Linked DNA regions of Mus musculus: region 2 is linked to region 1. A link is a contact called in public Micro-C data. All regions are on one chromosome and are shown on one strand. The core of a region is the stretch at or near the end of the contact, and the rest is flanking DNA. Distances in the headings are between cores, read along the strand shown. Region 1 overlaps Dab2ip (disabled 2 interacting protein). Region 2 overlaps Ttll11 (tubulin tyrosine ligase-like family, member 11).

The links. A called contact is a pair of places that touch in the nucleus more often than the background predicts.
Region 2: a Micro-C map of muscle stem cells shows a contact between it and region 1, with 2.7 times the contacts expected there. The contact joins two enhancer-like sites. A contact is called at or near these places in 9 of 39 promoter capture datasets (the 3T3-L1 cell line, the C10 cell line, HPC-7-derived erythroid cells and 4 more), 5 of 15 datasets of contacts at CTCF or cohesin (CD8 T cells, the NIH/3T3 cell line, large pre-B cells and 1 more), 169 of 484 Hi-C or Micro-C datasets (the 3T3-L1 cell line, 3T3-L1-derived adipocytes, the 63-12 cell line and 106 more), 44 of 115 datasets of contacts at active chromatin or transcription factors (the 230-238 cell line, CD4 T cells, CD4 single positive thymocytes and 35 more) and 5 of 9 other capture datasets (adipose tissue, embryonic stem cells, embryonic tail and 2 more).

What each region holds. Positions count from the first base shown.
Region 1 is chr2:35,661,399-35,665,524 of GRCm38.p6, reverse strand. Dab2ip (disabled 2 interacting protein) reads right to left here. Exons shown (of 16, transcript NM_001114124.2): 3 at 3,900-4,033. Among named protein-coding and RNA genes, the nearest start is that of Dab2ip, 41 kb to the right of the region's middle. Within about 2 kb of position 2,159, at least 116 of the 459 cell types and tissues checked have an H3K27ac peak or open chromatin away from gene starts, as enhancers often do. A contact at or near this core is called in the 230-238 cell line, B-cell progenitors, the CH12 cell line and 4 more, where this site is marked.
Region 2 is chr2:35,896,499-35,900,624 of GRCm38.p6, reverse strand. All of the region lies in intron 4 of Ttll11 (tubulin tyrosine ligase-like family, member 11), which reads left to right. All of the region lies in intron 2 of Gm35396 (predicted gene, 35396), which reads right to left. Among named protein-coding and RNA genes, the nearest start is that of Gm35396, 15 kb to the right of the region's middle. Within about 2 kb of position 1,719, at least 93 of the 459 cell types and tissues checked have an H3K27ac peak or open chromatin away from gene starts, as enhancers often do. A contact at or near this core is called in the 230-238 cell line, B-cell progenitors, the CH12 cell line and 4 more, where this site is marked.

The DNA.
Region 1 (4,126 bases), core at 910-3,409:
ATTGTGCTCACTTTGCAGATGTATAAAATAAGGCTCCCAAAGCCTGGGTGACTTGTTCCAGGGATGGCTTGGAAGCCAAAGCTCACACACATATGCCCATTATACCTAGTAGCTGTCTAAACTGCATCTCGCAGACCCTATTCTTCACTGACCAGTTCAAAAGGAATGCAGACAAGGACCTGACCTCCCATCCCTGTGCTTAGCAGGACAGGAATCAGCCCTGAGACTGCAAAGGCCCAGCATCAATCAGCACAGGCTCTGTCTTCCACCTGTTCTTCACCCTGCTTCCTGTTTCTTCCTCCACGGATGCCCTCACCCCTGGAAACAGAATTTATATCTGCCTACTCAGGGCCAGGGAGGTCCCTGTAACCACCCCCACTCCCAACTTCCAATTACCGCCCCTCCCTGGTTCTACACACCTGGAATCCCTCCCTGAGTAACTTTCAGATGTGGAAATTGAGTTCTGCAAATTCCCTGGAACGGACAGGGCAGCTCTAACTGCACACACACCAGCCTTGCCTAGCTGCTCCTGACCACCCACCCTTCCAAGCTATGTGCTGCACTAGGCCAACTGGCAAAAGTGAAGAGGGTTCTGCCATTTCTGGAGTACAGACAGAAAATGGGGGTGGGGTGGGGGCACACTTACTGAATTGAGTAGGGGGCCAGAGTCACCTAGAAATGGTGTCAGGAGAAAAGGGGGATAAGGATGTCAGCTGACCTCCTAGCTCAGAAGCATAAATAAATGAGCAAGCGACTTGATTCTGGGAAGGCAGAGCCATGGTATCTTTTATTGCTCTTACCAACATTAAAACCAACCTGTAAATGAAGCAGCAACACCTCCAGCAAGCAAGAGGAAGCGCTCTGCCAGCACCCTGCTCACCTGGAAAGCGCTCTGGCCAGCACTCATTTCTGCTACCAGGAGAAATGATTACCTGTCCTGTCGCTGGTGCTCACTGCCTAAGCCTCCAAAGGAGAAACGGGTGTCTGAGAGGCCCAGGGGTCATGGAGACCGGTTAGGACCCTCCCCTGGAGCCATTTTCAGTAGAACAAGTAGAAAGGCTCAAACCTGTCCTGTAGCCCTGAGCCCTCAAGTCCCTGATGGCATGACCCAAGCCTCACCACCAAACAGTAGCAGCCCACACCTAGGGCAGACTTCCTTCCCAGGATTCCCAGAGATTCCGGCATAGAACCACCTGGTTTCCAACCTGTAAACCAGGGAGGGTTTGATCTACACATCTGGGTGGAGGATTCCAGAACAAAAAACGACCTGTCCAACATAGCAGTCACAGAGTGCACAGACTAACATGCAACAACACCTCCTTAGCAGTCATACAAACCAGACAGATTCACCCAGTTACACTCACAGGAATAACCAGATAGTCCTAAATTGTTCATCCCATGGGAGGGTCACTGGGATCAGGGCTCATACATGCAACCTGGAAGCCTCTGACCCCTCTCCATCCTTGCCCTCCATCCACTCTCTGCTTGGTGTCTCTGTATTTATCCCAGGGGAGGCATGGCAGTCAGAGGGAGAGCCTGGAGAGGAGGCTCAACCTCTCCTTGCTCTGTTCCTTCTACTGCACTTGGGCAGCACAACACCCACAAGAATGAAGAGGCACTGTCCACTCACCCAGGTTTGATCATGAAATTAGAGGGTGGGGGTGGATCCACCACAGTTGATGTCACTCAACTCCCAAGAATGATGACTCCAGGACTGCCCCAGAGAAACATCTGCCCACTCACCCAACAGCAACCAGCAGATCAATTCCTGAACAAAGCAACAAAACAAGACCCCAGTCCTGGCAAAGCCCATTTCAGCTTCTAGACTGGGTAGAGGGATTCACACCCAGTCTGCCTGACTGTTCGAGGGAAATCTGAGCTCCCTTCTGGTGCCAGAGAGGCCACTAGGACAGATTGTTTACAGAAAAATTTAAAAAGACAATTCCACACCACTGCCAATGACATTCAGCTCTTCTTGCAGCCGTTCACATTTCCAGAAATGGATTTGTAGTTTCTCTGAAACCCGACTCCCCCTCCCCCTCCATGTAACACAGCTAACCTGAGACCAGGGGCCACGGGATGTTTCTGAGGTCACCCTAGCGAAGCCCCGACTCTGACTAGGGTTGCTAGCCAAGCAACTGCTGGCTTTTTGGTGCGGGCTTCCCAGCGGTGGAAGGTAAACACGACATGCATGCCGCTTGCTCTCAAGAGGGCAGACACACTCAGAGACCTGGGCTGCCTGCTTTCTCTCCTGCTCCCGGACAACCGCCACATGCACACAAAATGGGGTACGTACACAAGCCCCCGCATGCGAGAACAGAGGGTCCGGACCCCTGCCAGGGAAAGCGCAGAGAAGGGCATGTTCTTTGGGGGAGACAGCCGGAGGTGGGGGCCGGAGAGGAAGGCAGCAAACCGGGTGGCCTGCCGCCCAGACAGACAATAATAACAAAGATGGGAATGGAGATGGAGATTTTCAAAGACGCAGTGGCTGCACCCAGCACCGAGCTCTGGCCTGGATGCATCTTCCTGCCAGGGAACGCCTGGTCCCCTGGGGCACCATAGCCATCAGTGAAAGGTTGGGGGTGGGGGGTCCTGCCTTAGGCTGGGCTTGGCAGCCGGGGCGGGAAGCCAGGTGCAGACAGTGGTGGGGATGCACTGAAGAACAGCTCTAGGCTGATGGAAGGTCTAGTGGTTCTAATTGGGATGTGGGAGGGGTGCCCTGGGGTAGATGTTAGGTGTCAGTTAAACGTCACACCACCTTGGGCAGGAGTTAGGATAACTTGGACTCCTTGCTTGCTGGAACCAAGGAGGAAAGGAAAGACATTATCATTCAACCTGTGCCTCCCACACAAGAAGTGCCAACTCGCCAATGGTAAAACGGACACAGACCCGGGAAGGCAGATGCCAGGAGCCTAAGATGTTGGGGCTGAATGCTGAAAAGGCTCCTTGGAGCCTACTGGTTCCTTCACCTCCACGACACGTTCTAACTGGCACAGGAATCCATCACTGCTTGTGCCTAAGTGGAAAGGTGCCTGTGGCTGACACGACTCAAGGATGCGAACCAGGGCCCCCAGAGGCTGTGCCCGCCCAGTGCCCCCGCACGGACAGGATGGCTTGCCCTTGCGAGCTGAAGCCTGCACGTTGCCAGTGACTCCAAAGCAGGCTCAACAACCTCCTCCCCTCCCCTTCGCCCCACAAGCCACCTCCCCCTGGAATTTCCACACCTGCTCTCAGCTTGCCCAGAAGGAAGCAGGGAACAGAAGACACCCCTGGGAGCGGGAGGTAAAGAAGGGGAGCAGCTGCCCAGACTGTAGGGGGAAGGCCCATTTTCCCGGGTCTTAGGTTATACCCATTAACCGAGCGCCTGGCCACTGCCTGCTCGGCTCGCCCCAGCCCCCAGCGGAGCACGTGCCCTACTTAGCGCAGATGTGCCCCCTAAGCGGCCCAGCCCCCTGCTCCTCCCCTCCAGATGTTCACCCTTTTCCGCGCCACGAGCGCTGCCGGGTCTGGGCAAAAACCAGCCGAAAATGCCTTTTGTATCGGACAGCGAGGGACTCGGTAGGCCGGGGATGGGTCCTGAGGGTGGAGGCACCACTTCCGTCCCTACCTCTAGGCACAGCACTGCTCAGAAAACAATGCCCACCTCGGCCAGGCGAGGCAGGACCCCACATGCCCGAGAGGGCACTTGCTGCCCGGCCTCACCCCGGACCTCCAGCACCCTCCTAGGTGCGCCGGTGAAAGCAACGAAGGGTACAGTCCCGGTCCCCCAGCACGACGGGGGCCCCGTTCCCGGAGTTCCCGGAGGCTGGCGAGGCGTCACTCCCGCGGGAGAGTGCCCTGCCCGGCTCCGGCTTTGTCCCCGCGCCCTCGGGGCGCAGCCGGGGCGGCGACGGGCTCACCTCTCATTGTCCGCGGCGGCGGCGGCTGCGCTCCGGAACCCCGGCAGGATGTGGCGGAAGCTGTGGTTGCGGTCCAGTTTGGGCTGGCTCTTGGTGCGCTTGATGGAGCCCTTGAGGCGGCGGCTGAGGAAGCCCTGCGCGCGGGGCGACAAGAGGGGGAAGGGGAGGCGGGGTTAGCGCGGCGGCGGCGGGCCGGGACCCGCACCCTCGCGGCCCACGGCGGGCCG
Region 2 (4,126 bases), core at 470-2,969, 240 kb before region 1:
ACTGCCTTATCTGACTCGCTTCCGAGCTTCATATCAGCCCCAGTGTGACTCCCACCTTCTGAAGCGCCTGCTCCTTCACAGGCAATGGCCCAAAGGTCTGGCCCATTGCTGGGGCTAGTGGCATGGGTTGGCTTGCACTGGTGCACACCACATAAGTACACACAGTTTATCACTTTTTCTGTCAAAGGAGATCTGGGTGTTTCCTGACTCAGCTAGAAGGGTTGAAGGCAGTAAGGGATGAGAGTGAAGAGAGGGGTCAGAGCAATGTCTCTCTCATAGATAGACACCTACTGACCAGCCCACAAACACACTGGGTTGCTCCAGATCCAGAGACTCAGGGATTTTGCCCCCATCAGCAGGATCATCAGGTGAAAGCCTCTGGCCAGGGATTGAGACAGTGTGAGAAGTAGTAATTGTCCCATCGAGTCCCATCCATGGTCCTATGCCAATCCTGCTCTCTGAGCCTGCAGCTCTTAAGCAGGTATTTGCAATAGCCGTGAGGAGATGGTTAGAAAGGGCTACTGAGGAGGACTTCAGGACAGTGCTAGAACAAAGAAGTCCCAACCCAGGCCACCACAAAGTGAGGGTCACACCCTGGGTTCATCCCTGAGGACAAGTGTGGCCATGCCTGTTTGGCTATTCTAAGAGCATCCCATGGGGCCAGGCAAGCATGACCAAACCACAGAGGCCCAGCAAGGAGGACCGGGTGGTCATTATGTGTGTGTCCTGCAGTAGACAGGCAACAACAGCCACCAAGGTTGGGGTAGGGCCAGCTGTAGGGGCTGAAAGTCCAGATCAGGAGCCACTGCTTTGGTTAGGGTCACAGCTAGCAAATGGGCTCAGAACCTCATGGCCATTTGCCACTATTTGACCACACGCTAAACGCTTCCAGGGTGATGAGACAGGCTAGGAATGAAGCCCTTTCTGGTATAGTAAGTACTGGAGACTTTCTCACCACCTAGTGTGTCTTAGGTTCCCTCTGCACACTCACACCTGTGTGTGTGTGTGTGTGTGTGTGTGTGTGTGTGCGCGCGCGCGCGCGCGTGCGTGCATGTGTGTGTGTGCGCGTGCATGTGTGTGTGCACACGTGCACGTGTGCACACTGGGAAGTGATGTAGGTGAAGAGGCTTTAAGAAGGTGTCAAGTGGTATCTGTTGCTCTGAGTGCCTTGGATACGCAGTAAGGGAGAGGATTTGGAACCTACTCAGAGCCAAGTCCACTCCTGCTTGCTCTGTCTGAATCACCTTTCAGGATGCTGTTAGCTGGGCTCTAGACACACGGGCAGACCTTGAGGTTTCCATGGTATGGTTCTGATGTCCATTTGCCACGTGACCTGTCCTAAGTCACTTAACTCTTCAGGAACTTAGCTTCCTCCCCTGCCTTACAGGGTCAGCACCCAACTCCTGTGAGACATGGATGACACAGGAAACACTTTGCATACTGTTGAGACTCGGCACAAGTGCAGGAAGTTATTTCTTAGCTGGGCAGGTCTTTCTTGCTTGTAGCAAGACCTGGCCAGATGGCAGCGTTACAGAGCGTAAACCCTGGCCAACCAAATTACACTCATCTGGGGCATGTGACTGTGACCCTGTTCCAGCCATGACCACAGTAATGACTTGGAAAACATGGTGGCCAAGCAACAGCTGGCACGGCTCTGCTGTGGTCAGATTTCCTGTAATCTGCTGCTGAGGAACACAGCTGCCCTGTCATTTCAGCCTCTGCCTTGTCATTGCCCAGGCAGCCCCAGCCACAGAGCCTCACATCTGCTGTCTTGAGGGCAGCAGTGTGACCCTGGCTTAAATATCAAGGTCAGCCTGGGTGTAGACAGTCATGTGGCAGAAACACACACAGAGGGAACACACTTTGTGGCTTGAACTGTATAGTTTTCTTGTTCTCCGTGTCTAATTTTGTCTTTAGCCATGACCCTCCTGTTGGATGTCTAGAGATAGAGCTTTCCTAAGGCCTAGTATAATTCTCCTCTTCCTGTGTCCTCTACCCTCTCTCTTACCCCACAGCCTATACACATCACCAGGCAGAAGCTGAGAATCAGTGTATTGGGGTGGGGGATGGAGGGGCTGTCAAGGGCTGGGGTTTCCCTCTCAGATGGACTGGGTTGAGCTTCTTCCAGCTCCTGCTTACAGCAACTGTAGCTGGCGAGCTCGACAAGTCAACCTTTTCTAGTCTGGATTTTTTTAGCTATAAGTAGCAAGCTTGTTTGTAGCCATACCCCAGAGTTGTTGCACACTCCAGCAAGAGGGAGCTGTGTAAAACAGCCCCCAATACACAGCAGTCACTTAATAAGTGAGAATATGGGTGTTTATTACTCTGACAACAGTTATCACACCTACCCACCTACAGTAACCTTGAAGTTACTGTAAATCGGCAACTATCCTCATTTTGATGTTAACTAGGACATTGGTGATAAAAGTTTGGAATCAAGTTTGGAAACCAAGACCTTAGCCTGGTGTTTGTCGCATCCCAATCCAGCTGCCTAGCTCCCCTGTGCCTCAACCTTGGTTCTTCCACACCAGATCTGCTTCCTCTCCAGAGGTTGTCACCAGTGCCTCCCTGGTTGGACCATTGGTCCTCTGTCTCTGCCAGCCTGGCCTGCTCACTCCTATTCACTAGTTTCAATATTCAGTACCTTCCAAAGTACAGCTCAAGACTTTCTTTCTCTGTAAAGCATTCCTTGTCCACTCTGACTATGTTATTTTCTTCCTTTGCAATATATCACATTCCCTGGGTACCCACTGAGATGAGACCTGAGATAGGTGTGGGCCATGTAGCTAAGGACAAGGCGAGGCCAGGGCCTCTAAGGGGTGCTCCGGTTAGTGTGAAAGACTCACAGAGATAATCCCTGCTCTGTATACATCATGCTGTCCAAGTGCTCACATGAGATGAGGGGAGAGAGTTAACTGTCCAACTGAAGGCTCCCAGAGGGGATGCCCAAGTGAGTTCAAGGCATGATTGAGGGTTTTCCCAGCAAACACCGAAGGGTCTCACATTCTCCTGTTTCCCTGCTACCTTACTGGTTGTTCTTCCCTGGCCTCTTCCTCTGGACCTGTCATTAATGGAAATATATTGGAGGTCCCTGGATATCAATTCTTGGAAACTTGTCTTTGTACATCTACCATCTCTTCCTAAATGATCTCATCCTGCCCTGTGGCTTTAGGGATCAGTTAAGTGCTGTTGAGCCCTAAATTTATATTGCTAATCTTGACCTCTGCTGGAGCTCCAGGCTGATATATACCATTGCTCCCTTGCTCTTCCCACTGGGATAGCTAGTGGGCACCAAACACCAGAGTCAAAAGCAAACCCGCGCCTTCCCTCCTAAAGCCTGCCACCCACAGCTCTTCCTGTTTCTGTAAGCAAGCAGCATTCACATAGACAGAAGCTGGAATCATCCTTTGCTCTTTCATCCCCTTCTTGCCACATGCAACTCACAAAGAACCCTGCAGTAGCCAACAAGAAGCTTCAGAAGCACAAGTCAGGTGACATTGCCTTGCCTTGCTCAAACCCGGCAAGGGCGCCTTCATTGCACTCACAACCCTGGCTGCTATGCGATTTATAAGATGCTGTCTAATCCATCCTCTCTGTTCTATCAGAGCTCAGCTCCTACCATGTTCCTTTTGGCCACCTACTTTGTTTCAGTACTCGTTTCTAGAATGCTCTTGCCAGCCCTTCAAACAGGACTCACTCTTTTACTTTAGTTGCTGTTGACACGTCACTTCCTGAAATCCACAGTTCTGGTCATGATGGAGCCACAAAGACTCACCCTTAACAGCTTGGCTGCCAGAAATATGTAAAAATATGTATGTGAGTAAGTGTTTTGAGCTTTGGATGGTAGAGGTGGCCTACTGTGAGCCCAAGAAAAGGATAGCATCAAAGCAAATCCTGCCGATGTCCCTGCTTTCTGTTAGAGGCAGTGTCTGGAGTATGGGACAAGGCTGGCGTGCCACACAGACCTGGTGACCTCAAGGAAAGAGACTGGTGATGTGGGCCAGATTCTGGAAAGCTGGTTAAGTCAAGAATGAGCCCCAGAAATCTATCCCAGGATCCCAGCAAGTCTTAGTGGAGTCCTAGGCCATTTGTGTGTGTGTTAGGGTGGGCGTGGGGTGTTCATCTA